Linked DNA regions of Mus musculus: region 2 is linked to region 1. The links are chromatin contacts, called in public Hi-C maps. All regions are on one chromosome and are shown on one strand. Each heading gives the region's core, a stretch centred on a gene start, on an enhancer-like site or on the middle of the called end of the contact. The rest is flanking DNA. Distances are from core to core; before and after follow the strand shown. Region 1 holds the start of Dnali1 (dynein, axonemal, light intermediate polypeptide 1). Region 2 has its middle 41 kb from the start of 2610028E06Rik.

Region 1 (6,927 bases), core at 1,773-4,272:
GACCCAACGTGACCCATCTGTGCTGGTTTCAACAGCACCAAGGACAATCTTCTAACCTAAAGACCCTGGGCTTAAGTGTGCATCCAGAACAATAGAAAGAGAGAAGCGGCCAGCCAGGAGGTAAGGAAGGATAAAGGCGGAGAAGTATCAGACATCATGAGGCACCTTGATGGTGGTGAAACGTCTGTGTCCTGACCACGACACTGTCCAGCTGTGCGAGAAGTTGCCATTGAGAGAAACATGGATATGTACATCTCTCCGTATTATTTCTGACAAGAGTTATCAGAATCAAATCAACAATTGTCTCCAAACGTTAAAATTTCAGGAAAAACAGCCCCAAATACATATCCCATTTTTAGAAAAGCCCACTGCAGTGACAAGGAAGCATGTCCACACCTGGCTGCCAACCTCTTGGGGTTCAGCAACAGCTCTGGGCTGGAGCTTTCCACCCATGGTCCCTGCCCACTCACTCACTCACTCACTCACCTGCTTCACTTTGACCATGGGGTAGTGGGGACTCTGGCTTCTCTTGGTCCGTGGTGACTTGCTTCTTCTCCCAGAGGACTTGCTTTTCTTCTTGGCTGGGGACCTTTACAGAGAATGGTACACAGGATTTTTTACCTCAAAGTTCCTTCCCGAAAGTAAGTTAGCTTCCAGGATCAGGCTCACCTACTAAACACAACACATCTGTGAGATCAGTAGCCACAGCAGGCCTTCACTTCCCATAAACACTTCTCCCAACCACATACACAATGGCCTGCTAAGCCTTCTCACCTAGACAACCTTATTCTCCAACCCCAACGCCTCAGAAACCTTTCTTCTCCGGATGCGCCATCCTACTATCTGGCACTACTATCCAGGAAGCCAATCTAGCCTGGTTTTTTCCCTAACACAACTCCCTTCTCCAACAACCAAAACCAATCCCTTGGCAGGTCTCAGGGCCCTGCCCTGTCCTCCATCCCACATCCTTCCTACCAGCCTACAATGCTGCTCCATCTCTCAATTCCAGATATGCTGGCTGTTTTGTTTTTGTTTTTGTTGCTGCTGTTGTTCAACTTCTAAAACAAACAGAATTCCAGCTCAGGTTCTATGTATATATTTTTCTGTCATAATCGTGCACGCGCCGTGTTTGTGTGTATACACTCAGAAACCTCCTGTCTCAGCATCCCCTCTGCTGGGTTACAAGCATGCCCGACCACAGTGGGTTGGTCCTTCCTGGAGTCTTTGCTAAAAGACTCTTGACTCAAGAGAATGGATCAATCCTACCAGCCAGGTCTCCGTTAAGGAGCACCTCTGTACAAGCCCTCTCTTTTTTCTACCCAGCCTCTCGCTACCACACTGCCGTTTTGATCTGTCTTTAATACTGACTGAAATTATCTATTTGTTGTTTTCCTTCTTCGAGTTAGAGCCTGCCCAACTTCGCCAAGGAAAAAGCATCTCTCTTCTTTGCCTTGTGACCCAGTACCTCCAATTGATCTTTAACCCACACTACGCACTCAATAAATCGATGCCACATGGAGGCATTGGCGAATGAGTGCTGCGAAGAAGTCGCCAAGACCCAACGTGTCTTTGTAGGCAGACGAGGGGAGAAGCCACTCGCACCATCCACTCGCGGGCAGGCGGGGGAAATCTCATTTCAACTCAACAGGTGCTCTGCACTCCAGAGCCGCTCGCACCACCGGCCCCCGCGCCATCCCGTCCTCCGCCCAATCACCGGCTCGCTTACCGGGCTCGGCTCCCGCGGTGACCCGAGTGGCCAGGCTCGGCGGCGGGCGGGGACAGGCTAGCGGCTGGAGCGTCGGGCCGGCGGTGCGCGACGGGTTCGGGGCTCAGACGCTCCTGTTTCACCACCACGGTCGTCAGAGCGTCGCCTGACCGGTGTCGCCGCCGGCCGCTCCGCTCCCGCTCGCTTTTCCCCGCCTTCATCCTGCGGCCCGACCGAGAGTCACTTGCACGGTCCGTTGAGCCACTTGAGCCGTAGGAAGTGACGGACAGCTTTGCACTTCCGCTTCCGGGCAGCGCGCTATCCCAGAAGCCTTCACGGTGTCGGCCCCCCTGATGGGCGGGGCCCCAGGTGTTTGAGTCTCAGACGCTGGGGACGCCGGCGCGAGTGGCCACGGGGTCCCCGCTGCTGGGAGGTGTGGCTGGAGTACTGAAAAGGCAGGGCCAACCCCCCGGGAGGCTGAAGCAGGAGGATCGCAGTAATTTCGAGGCCAACCTGGGCAATTTAGTGAAACTGTCTCAAAATCTGAAAAAGTTGTAGCTCGGATAGATCGCAAAGCTCTGAATTCATCCTCAGCACCGCCAAATAGAAATCAAGAGTTAAAAGGGGAGGGAAGGCTGAGATTGTAGCTTAGTTACCGAGCGAGCGTTTGCCTCGCGAGTACGAAGCCCTGGATTAGTCCCCAGAACCTCAAAAAAATATATATGACAATCTCCCCCCCCCCCCGTCATAGTCAGGTTTTCAGTGTACCCTGGCTGTTCTAGAAGTCACTCTATAACCAGGCTGACCTTGAACTCTGCCTCCCTCTGACTCCCAAATGCTGTCATTAAGGTGTGTGGTACCATCGCCCAGCTTTTTTTTTTTTTTTTTTTTTTTTTTTTTGAAAAAAGAAAAAAACCTGTGGGAAAGCTAACCCAGCTCTGTTCCTTGCGCGTTATTAGTAGTTACGAAACACAGACACTCAACAATGTGAAACTCTTTTTTGTTTCTTGAAATAGTGTCTCTATATAGCCTTGGCTGTCCTGGAATCCACAAAGATCTGCCAGCCTCTGGCTTCCAAATGCCAATCGTCGCCAAATACTCTATAGAGTCACTAGATGACTTCCGTTTTAATCAAAGGTGGTCTGTCCATTTCATCATAAACCGAAACAGACCTAACGCTAGGGGTCCAGTCTTCTTTACTAAGAAACTTAGTGCTTGCGGAGAAAGCACAGTAGAACAAAACTTGCACGCGGCCGGCACCGCCTTCCTCAGAGGCCCCGCCCCATCCATGGGGCAAGGAGAGGAGGGGTTTCCATGGTGATCGCAAACAAGACTCCACAGGGGCCGCTACGGAGTTGTTACCCCTACTGCCACCATGATACCCCCAGCAGACTCTCTGCTCAAATATGACACCCCGGTGTTGGTGAGCCGGAATACAGAGAAACGGAGCCCCACGGTATGAACAGGCGTCTCAGGGGACGCGAGATCCTACAAACTCCCATGGGGAAAAGACATCCCAGCTTTGAGGATCTCTGGAATTTCAGGGGACAGATTGCTGGGGCTGACAGCCAAGGGAATTGGGACAGGGATGGAGGTTGGGAGAAGAGAACAAGAAGCCTAGCTATGACCTTAGAGGACAAATTTAAGATGAGAAAAGTCACATGGAAAAGATGGGGTTTGTGGTAGTCAAGTCCAAGAAGAGGTCTGGTAGTGACTTACCTTCGTCTAGAGAGTCAGAACAGAGGCCTGACCACTCATTCTAGAAACACCAGTTCAAACACAGGGTCAGAGCCAGATATCCCTCGTGGGATATCTCCAGCTCATATTTCCTTTAAGATCACAGATGAGGGAAATAGGCTGGAAATGGGGACGGCTGTACAAGAGACCTAGGAAAATCTGGAGGTACTAGACTGATCAACCTGTCTCTTCTTAGGCTCGGCCACTGAAAGTCACCATCCAGCAGCCTGGACCCTCTAGTACAAGCCCACAGCCACCCAAGGCCAAGCTGCCCTCAACTTCCTGTGTCCCAGATCCTACCAAACAGGCAGAAGAAATCTTAAATGCCATCCTGCCTCCAAGGTAGAGAGAGAGATGGTGGTGGGGAGCCCACAGTGACTAGGGGAAGGTCTAAGCTCTTGGTCCAGAACATAGGTGTCTTCCTGTGCCCTACCTTGGGTTTCCTCTCAGCTTTCTGGAGTTCATGGGGTCTCAGTATGGTTGTATGTTTGCAGCCAAGCAGGTACCCTCTAAATCCATGCCCTCCACGTTCTGAGCACTCTTCTGACTTTAGATGTCTGCTTTAACATATAGGTCTTCTAGACCAGTCCTCTTCCTTCTAAACTCCATTCTTTGGTCCCTCCATCAAGAGTCCTCATAGAGAGCCTGGTGTGCCGGCATGTGCTTAATCCCAGCACTCTGCAGGACATAGGAGAATTGCCTCAAAGTCAAGACCAGCCTGGACTACAAAGGGAGTACTAGGCCGGCTAGCGCCACATGCAAAGTTGTGTCGCAAAAGCCCATAAATGTCTAACAAGGCAAGGCCCAGTGAGCTCAGGAGGCAGAGGCAGGAGGATCAGAGTTTGAAGCTAGCCTGGGCTACACAGCCTAGCTAGAACTCTCAAAAACCCTCCACCTAATAGTCTTATGCATGCCCACACCAATGAGAACCACTGAGAACCTGTGAACTTCTCCAGAGATGGAGGCCAAGAGAGAGAGGTGTCATTTACTAGTGGATCCTCTCCCACCAACTTAGAAGTTTCTCCCTCTCTTGCCGTTCTGCCCACAAGTCTGTCACTGCAGAATTCGGGTATTCCTCCAGCACAGAATTCACTATGGGCAGCCATTGCAAACACAGCACTTTCAGAACCTCCACACTCCCAACACACACAAATGCTTCCTCGTGGCTTGCATGAGGTTTATGGTGTTCTGTGTCGCCACCATAAGCCAGTGTGGGGAATTCCCATTGCATCTTCTATTCGAATCAAGCAACATGACCACACATCTGTCCTCAACACGCTAGGCAGGTATGACCTGGAACAGAGGGTTGTAGTCTTGTGGAGAACAGAGACTGTCCATCTACCCAATGTTAAGGTAGGTGTCCTGAGGAGGCGGCAGAGTGGGCGTGGCTTGGGAAAGAGTAGGAAGTGGGGGTGGCATGATGGCAATGCTGCCTATGCCCACCCCCTGCTCCTGCTCAGGCAGAGTTCCAAGGGCCCTCTGCTCAGATTCGGTGACTTGTATCTGTGTCACAGGGAGTGGGTGGAAGACACACAGCTATGGATCCAGCAGGTGTCCAGCACACCCAGCACCAGAATGGATGTGGTGCATCTCCAGGAGCAGCTGGACCTGAAGCTGCAGCAGAGGCAGGCCAGGGAGACAGGCATCTGCCCTGTGCGCAGGGAACTCTACTCCCAGTGTTTTGGTGAGTAGCCTTGGTGGTGTGAGCACCACACACTCTCTGCCTCCTTCTAGCACAAAACCAAGCTCTGGTTACCCCAAGCCAACCACCCCCCTTCGGAAATCATCACAACTTACAAGAGTCGATTTTTTCCTTCTGCCAGATGGATGCTAGGGAGTGGCTCAGGTCATCAGGCTTGGTGGCTTTTACCCACTGAGCCATCTCACTGCTCCCTCCCTTTGATAGGTTTTTGGAGTAAGGTAAGAACTCCATTTTAGCTGGATATGGTGGTATATGCCTTTAATACAGGCTGGTGAGATGGCTCAGTGGGTAAGAGCACCCGACTGCTCTTCCGAAGGTCCAGAGTTCAAATCCCAGCAACCACATGGTGGCTCACAACCATCTGTAATGAGATCTGACGCCCTCTTCTGGCATGTCTGAAGACAGCTACAGTGTACTTACATATAATAAATAAATAAATCTTTCAAAAAAAAAATACAGGCCCTTGGGAGGTAGAGGCAGGGACAGGTAGATCTTTCTGGCTCGAGGTCAGTCTGATTTGCATAGTGATTTCCAGGCTAGCCAAGGCTACCTCTAAAAAAAGACTTTTAACTTTGAGTCTTTGTTTTGTTTTTTTTTTTATCCAAAGATTTCCATAATAAGTCTATGCTAATATAGGTCTCAATATCTAGTCCTGGCTGGCCTGGCCTCACAGAGATCTGCCTGCCTCTGCCTCCTGAGTACTAGGGTTAAAGGTGTGTGTCATAAGCCAGGCATGGTGGCACATGCCTTTAATCCCAACACTTAGAGCACCCGACTCTATTCACAATTTCTGAGTTCGAGGCCAGCCTGGTCTACAGAGTTAGTTCCAGGACAGCCAGGGCTACACAGAGAAACCCTATCTCAAAAAACCAAAAAAAAAAAAAAACCAAAAAAAAAAAAAAAGGTGTGTGTCATTACTCCTGGTATTACATTTTTAAAAAATCATTTATTTATTTATTTATTTATTTATTTATTTATTTAATGTATATGAATTTGCTGTAGCTGTCTTCAGACATACCAGAAGAGGGCATCAGATAACATTACAGATGGTTCTGAGCCACCATGTGGTTGCTGGGAATTGAACTCAAGACCTCCAGAAGAGCAGCCAGCTCTTAATCGCTGAGCCATCTCTCCAGGCTTGGCATTATTTTTTTTAACTTATTTTTCATAATCAAATGAACATCCCTGGAAACTTATACACACAACTAACATAATATGGACTGAGCAAGAAATATATAAATTCATACACACACACACAGATACAGACACACACACACACACACAGAGGAACTAACACATGTAGCCAGTTCTTTGCTACTTTGTGGGTTCTTTTTCTTCCTCCCTTCTCCCCACTTTTCCACTCTTTCAACCCCCTAACACTAGATAGGAGAGGAAGAAGGATAGAAAGGAAAGGGGGTGACATTATCATTAGAGTACTTCTTGCTGAGTAGGGGCATGGAGTTGCTTAGAGCCAGCTGGATCTTCTCACAGGATATCTAGTTTCCTCTTCTCATTGTTTCTTTTTTTTTTAAGGTTTATTTATTTATTATATGTAAGTACACTGTAGCTGTCTTCAAACGCACCAGAAGAGGGCATCAGATCTCATTACGGATGTTTGTGAGCCACCATGTGGTTGCTGGGATTTGAACTCAGGACCTTCGGAAGAGCAGTCAGTGCTCTTACCCGCTGAGCCATCTCACCAGCCCATTTGTTTCTTTTTTTGTGCACAACTACTTAATAACAACCAACAGCAAACAACCAACAACCCACCTTCACCCCCGAA
Region 2 (6,927 bases), core at 2,453-4,952, 900 kb before region 1:
CATATGGCAGCTCACAACGGTCTGTAACTCATTTTTAAGGAATTGATTCCTTCTTCTGACTGCCTTAGACACCAGGCAAGCATGTGGTATACATATATACATGCAGGCAAAACACTCATATGCATAAAATCAAACAAAACAAAAGGTTTGTTTTTCAAGTTAAGTATATGCGTGGGTGTTGCTGTGTGTGTATGTGGCCATGTGTGGTGGTGCCTCTGAAGGCCAGGAGAGGGTCTCAGGTGCTTTCATTCAAGGTTCTGACCTTGCACACACATAAGTGTGGCGGTTTGAAGGAGACGGAAGGGTTAGGAGGTGTGGCCTTGTTAGAGTATTGGATGGGCGTGGTCTCGGAGTCTGGGAACCAAATTTAAGAAACAACCGATAGGATGAACATAAATATTAACTGAGAGGAGGTTTATTAGACTGACTTAAGGTTGTCCAACGACGAGTGTCTCAATGATGGAAAGACGGAGAATCCAGTATTAGCTCTGTCCAGGAGGCTGGGTATCCCAGCAGTCCTTCTCATGCTGGAGACTGGGAGGAATCCTGGAGAGCTTCTGGTCTTCAGTGTGCACTGAAATCCTGAAGAAATTGGATTTCCCGCCAGCCACAGCAACAAGATACACAAACTTGGCAGTGAGAGTGGGGGCAGCAGACAGGAAGCGACGCATCCTTCTCCCATGTCCTTTCGCGAAGGCCGCCACCAGGAGATGTGACGCAGATTTAGGGTGGGTCTTCTTTCTGCAAATAATCTGATTAAGAAAATCTCATTCTAGAGTGCCCCGCAGTTTGGGTTTAGTTGATTCCAGGTGTAGCAGACGACGAAGCTTAGCTATCATAGGTCCCGTGGAGCTGGAATTGCCGTCAGTTGTGAGCTATGATGTGAGTGGCTGAGACCCAAACTCAGGTCCTCTGCAGGATCAAGAGGTGTCTTGTGGCTAAGGCATTGATCCAGCCTCGTTTCCTAGTTTTCATTCTCCTCAAAATACTTTGTGGTTTCTCCTTTCAGTTACTGACTTACAGGTTATTAAAGGTATTCTCTGTCTCTCTCTGTCTCTGCCTCTCTCTCTCCCTCTGTCTCTCTGTGTGTCTGTCTCTCTCTGTGAGTAGGCACACACATGTCATACAGCATATACCCATGTCAGAGGACAACCTTGTCTGTTGATCCTTGCCTTCTACTTTGGAACATGACCTCTCTTGTTGCCTGCTGCCTATGTCAGGCTGGCTGGCCTTGGAGCTTGCACGGATTCTCCCGTCTCTGCCCTTATCTCCTCATAGGGTGTGCAGAATTGTACCTGCATGCACCACTGTGTCTGGTTTTTAACCTGGGTTCTGGGGAACTCAGGTCATCAGCCTTGCATTGCAAGTGCTTTGCCTACCAGGCCATCTTTCCTCCTTACAGGGTCTGGCACTGAACCTAAAGCTCACTGACTTGACTAGATTGGCTGGCCACTAAAGCCGAGGAATCCCCCTGTTTCCATTCACCAACAGCTGAGATTATAGTTGGGAACTACCCAGCTTGGCTTTTGATGTAGGTGCCAGGGATTTGAACTCAGGTCCTCATGTTCATGCAGCAAGCACTTTGCAGACAAAACCATCTTCCTAGCCCATGATCCTTTAAAATTTCCCATGCATACTTGAAAAGAATATGCATTCTGATGTTGAATGGTGTGTTCTGAAAACATCAATTAGAGCATGCTGTTTATAGTGTTGCTTAAATCTTCTGACTCTTTAGTGATTTTTCTGCCTGCCTGTTTTATCAGTTATTGAGCGATGGATATTGAGATTGCCAGCTATAATTGTGGATCTGTCTGGTTTTTTTGTTGTTGTTGTTGCTATTCTATTTTTTGCATCATGTATTTTGAAACTCGTGATGAGATGCATAAGCAGTTTGAATTGCTGTGTTTTCCTGATTAATTGGCCCATGGTCATTATGATCAGCAATATTGGTATGATCTGAAATATATTTTGTCTGTTGTCAATGTAGTTACTCAGGCTTCTCTTTTCATTAAAAAGTTGTTTTTTGAGACAGGGTCTCATGTCTCTCAGGCTGACCTTGAACTTTAGAGTCTCCCGCTTCCACGACCCAAGCTCATACCTGGCTCAGTTTTTGCTTACTTAGTGGTAGGAAGATATGCCTTTTTACATTCTTCTATTCTTAAGTTTTTTTTTTTTGAGCCCAGGATCTTACTCTGCAGCCCTGGCTGGCCTGTGCTCTCTATGTAGACCAGGTTGGTTTTGAACTCACTTACCTCTGTCTCCGAAGTGCTGGGATTAAAGGTGTGAGCTGCCACATCCTTCACATTCCTCTATTCTTAACCTACTTTATCTTTATATTTAATATACTTATTTTTTGAGACAGGTTCTGTTTAGTCTCAGCTGTCCTGGAACTAGCTATGTAGACCAGTCTGGCCTCAAACCAACAGAGAACCTCCCCCTCTGTCTCTTGAGTGCTAGGATTAAGAGTAAGCACCACCATGCATAGCTTAGTATTTCTTTTGAAACAACAGGTAGTTGAGACTTGCTTTAAAAAAAAAGATTTATTTACTTTTATTTTGAATATTTGGGTGTGCCAGCCGGAGTTTATTATATGCATCTGTGCATGAAGGGGCCTTCTGAGATCCAATTAGAGTGTCCAGTACCCTGGAACTGGAGTTATACCTGGTCATGGGCAGCCATGTGGGTACTGAGAACCAATTCTTGGTCCTCTGCAAGAGCAGAAAGTACTCATAACTGGTAAACCTCATCTCAAGTCTTGTGTTTCTATTTTTATTTTAAAAACCCACCTGACTGTCTCTGCCTTTTTAACTGTGGGTGTTGGGTCATTTACATTTAATATAATTATTGATTACCTGGTTATTTATGTAATAATTGTCTCATCTGTTTGTTGTTCTTTTAGGTTGTACTTCTAAGACTTGTTAGGTGAGGCCAGAGATGGGCATTTAGGACCTTTTATTTCTTGCTGTTCAGGCAGGACTCCAGGCGATCTGCCCATAGCGTGTGAATTAGGCTTTCTAGTTGCAGTAAGCAGGGGTGATTCTGGGATGGAAATGATGGCTCACACTGTCCCCTTTCTTTTGGGTGGTTATGTCCTGGCCTTGGCCATTTTACTGAACACACATGCTGCCCGGTTCTCTGGAGGATGCCTGATAGGGAACTCTGTACACTTACAGTTAGAGCAGGAGGCACAAAAGGACCAAGGACAAGATATCTTCAAAGACCTGCTTCCTATGACCTACTTCAGCTTGGTCCAGTTTCCAAGTATACAGAATCCTCCGGAATAATAGTACCTCCATCTGGGGACCAAATGGTCTAAATATGAGCCCATGGAGGGACTGAAGCCATTAACCACTGTCTAGGCTCTGCCGTTAGTAGAGGGGGACTTCCTCGAGGGCAGAGACTTGGTTAGGGTTGGGTTGCTTGTTTCTAGAACAATGTTGGTATACAGTAGGTGCTTAATGAAACAGAGCAAACATATGAATAGATATTTTTGGGCATTAGGTAAATCCACTTCTTGTGTGACCCTGAACCAGACATGTGACCCCTCAGGTGGCATCCTTAGTGGGTACTGTCCATTCTGCCCATTTATAATGCTGGAGAGGGCCAGGTCTGGATACAAGGATGATTGATAGCTCTAGGCTTTGGATTGGCACTGTCACCACCAGAGGGCGCCCGATGCCCACACTATGGATCGGGGCTTTCCGAAGCTGTCGGATGCAGGTGGTACAGGTTTCAATTCCTGTTGCTCCTTTTCCATGGTTCCCCACTTAGAGACAGCCCTGGGGGGATTTCCCACCGTTGTTTTCCCACATAAAGGAAAGTGCGGGTCCATTAGGGTGAGGACTGTTCTAAATGTTCCATGACTTCTTCTGTGTGCTAGACTCCAAACCTTACCTTGGACAAGATAAGGACATTCCTAGTGTTCTAGAGCTGGGTCCTCTTAGACCCAGGAAAACCCTTCACCCAAGGTCACATCTCAGCTGTGGGTGTGTTTGGTCCCAATGAACCTCCTGTTCTGAGTGTGCCCATGGCCTCGGAACCGGTCTCTTTCCAGTTATGCTCTTTTACCCAACTGCAGCCCCAGAGCCTTTGCTTTGCTGTTCCCTCCAACAACACTGTCCCTGCCGTTCTTCATACAGTTGGCAATTCAGGCGGCAGGTCAGGTGCTCCCTCCCAGAGAAGTCTTAAGTGTCGATACCCGACTCCATCCAACCACCCGCTTGTTTTGCGTCCTCTAGAAATGGTTCTCAATCTAGGGGTCACGACCCCTGGGGCTCTAAAGACCCTTTCACAGATATTTATAATCGTGACCTTCTAAAGACCCTTTCACATTTATTCAGATTTCACATTTATTCACAACAGCAGAAGAATTGCCGTTATGAAGTAGCAATGAAAACAATTTTGTTGGGGGTTACCATAATACCAGGAGCTATTGAAAGGTTGCAGCGTTAGGGAGGTTGAGAACCACTGTTCTAGAGCATTTTTAACCCCTCTGAAGTCAGCCGTGTTCCTGGTTTCTGATGGCTAATGCTGTCAGTTATTAGAAGGAAGGCCCATGGCCAGCGTGTTTCCAGAAAGGCTCTGTATTGCACTTGGCAGTGGGAGAAGCCATGTGGGCACTTCTGAGCGAGGGAGTGATAGGGCGGTGGGCTGCTTGTCACCCCCATCCTCAGACACCTAAGTGGAACTTTAGTTCCTCCTGCTTAAACTCTGGGTTTTTGTTGTTGTTGTTGCTGCTGTTTTGTTTTGTTTGCCAGTGAGGGGGACAGGGTGGTGGCTAAGAGTCACAGGGGGAAGAGAGATTTTTCTCTGGGTACGCTTTTGTGTGAATTATGAATTACACGCCTATATTGACTATTGGAAACGATGAGTGAGAGGCTGGGGAGATGCCTCAGTGGGCAAATTGTATACAGCCACGAGGACCAGAGTTTGAGCCCCAGACACCGAGTAAAAAGCCAGGTGCTTTGGCAAGCTTTTTAAATCTCAGCACCAGGGAGGTGGAGACATGGGGATCCCTGGGGTTCACTGGCCAGCGGCTTAGCTTAACTGACCAGCCTCACATCAACCAATGAGAGGGTGCCATCTCAACACACACACACACACACACACACACACACACACACCACACACACACACACACACACACACACACACACACACACCAGAACAAATACACTTCCCCCTCCAAACTACAACATCAAAACCCCCTGCAGGGCGGCTGCTACCTCAGCTGATCAGAGGTGAACCATTACCTCATACAGTCACAGGCACATGTAACCCTATGTTACTGCACCAACACGGACATACCCCCACCTACACTCTGACCCCCAATGAACAAACAACAAATCTAAGAAATCAAGCCAGTCTGCCCAGGCAGACCCTGCAGACTGTGGTCAGGCCTAGGAACTGACAGAACTTGTTGAGGGGCAGGTTTGGGGTTGCCTGCTGGACCACACCATCTTTGGGCAGCCTCTGTCTGTGCAGCCAGGTGAGGCAGAGGCCACAGTCCTCTTACAGTGTGAGGGATAGGGGCACTTGTTTTAATTCTCGCCTGTGCAGCTTGGTCACCGGGACTGTGGCATAGCACTCTAAACTCAATTAGAAATTTAACAAACCTTATAAATCCTCCCTCGCCCGTGCCTTGTAAATCTCCAGAGTGGGGCTGGCTTAGCACTTATCCATCTCCAGCTAATGACCTCCCCAGCCCAGCCTGGGAGTGATTCCGGCTGGCGACAGGTCTAATTAGAGAGCAGGATCTGCAGCTCCCTGGCACTGTTAGGAGGGAGGAAGAGCTGTTCCTATTCTGGGAGGTGGGGCCACACCAGAGAGGTGAGTTCCATCCCTCGTCTAGCCCGGGCCCCAAGACCCTTTGGTCCATCAGAGGAGAGCTGAGAATGGTATGACAAGAACCTGATTCTTTAATTGGTGTTAGCCCTGTTGAAACTCGCATGCACGCCACTGTTTAGGGATGCCTGCTGAGTGACCAAGAGTCACCAGGACCCTAAATGGCCTTCTAGGTGGCAGCATGCTTGTAGGATGGTCTGAGGCCATGTTGTGGTGTGTGTGGTGGAGATTGGCTGTGGGTGCTGATCTCCCAGTCCATGCTAGAGCATGTGACCAAAAAGGGATTTGGCAGCCCCTTCAATAAGGAAGGGGCCAAGCTCAGGCTTAATGAACAGAGTGGATTTTCCAGCCATGGGAGGATACCAAGCCCCCTCTTTGTGGATCTACAGGGCAGGACTTTGGATTGTCATGGAGCCTCTATGGTGAACCTCAGCAGACACTGGACTCCATTGTCACCTTGACCTTGGACTTCTCTCTTTCTAGAGCCACAAGAAGTAGATGTGTCTTGCTAGAGGCCATCTTGCTTATCTGGGGTGTGGTTCTGGAGCCCCTCTTTTACCCATGGCCCTATGTCTCCATGCAAGAAGTGCCTTGGCTCTGGGCCTGAGGTGACAGATGCCAGGTTTTAATTCCTCAAGGCTCCTCTGACTCCTCCAGCCCTGACCTCAGAGCAGGCACCGGGAGGAAGTCCCGGTAATTGGCTTCATCCAACCCTCATCTTCAGTGGTGTGAAAGGGAAAGTTATAAATATTTTTTATCTATAACTCAGGACGAATAAAAATTTAATTACACTGAAAAATTTAAATTTCATAAGAAATAAATATTAATCTTGGAGAGTGACTTTTGTGGGAAGTTAACTTTCAAATGTCTTCAGTCTAGAGGGACCTGAGGGCTGAGAGGGAGCAGGTGGCTGGCTGGTCGTTCTGGATCTGGGGGGGGGGGCGGCGGGGGGGGGGCAGTGTTGCTACTCCTGGGAGCTCAGGTCTCCGGGCAGGAGCAGCTGACCCCTTGGCAGCCTAATAGTATAGGTAGGATTGCATCGCACAGCCTGCTGGCTTGCCCTCCCCACTTCCTGTTCAGCCT

Evidence for each region. A called contact is a pair of places that touch in the nucleus more often than the background predicts.
Region 2: a Hi-C map of B cells shows a contact between it and region 1, with 10 read pairs. The contact joins the enhancer-like site here to the promoter of Dnali1 in region 1. A contact is called at or near these places in 1 of 39 promoter capture datasets (embryonic stem cells), 1 of 484 Hi-C or Micro-C datasets (B cells) and 5 of 115 datasets of contacts at active chromatin or transcription factors (embryonic hindbrain, embryonic stem cells, large pre-B cells and 1 more).

Annotation. Positions count from the first base shown.
Region 1 is chr4:125,061,752-125,068,678 of GRCm38.p6, reverse strand. Dnali1 (dynein, axonemal, light intermediate polypeptide 1) reads left to right here and starts at 3,022. Exons shown (of 6, transcript NM_175223.4): 1 at 3,022-3,161; 2 at 3,639-3,784; 3 at 4,957-5,126. The coding sequence starts at 3,081. It overlaps Snip1 (Smad nuclear interacting protein 1), which reads right to left and starts at 2,007. Exons shown (of 4, transcript NM_175246.5): 1 at 1,727-2,007; 2 at 487-589. The coding sequence starts at 1,926.
Region 2 is chr4:125,959,681-125,966,607 of GRCm38.p6, reverse strand. No RefSeq gene overlaps it. Among named protein-coding and RNA genes, the nearest start is that of 2610028E06Rik, 41 kb to the right of the region's middle. Within about 2 kb of position 3,702, at least 4 of the 459 cell types and tissues checked have an H3K27ac peak or open chromatin away from gene starts, as enhancers often do. A contact at or near this core is called in B cells, where this site is marked.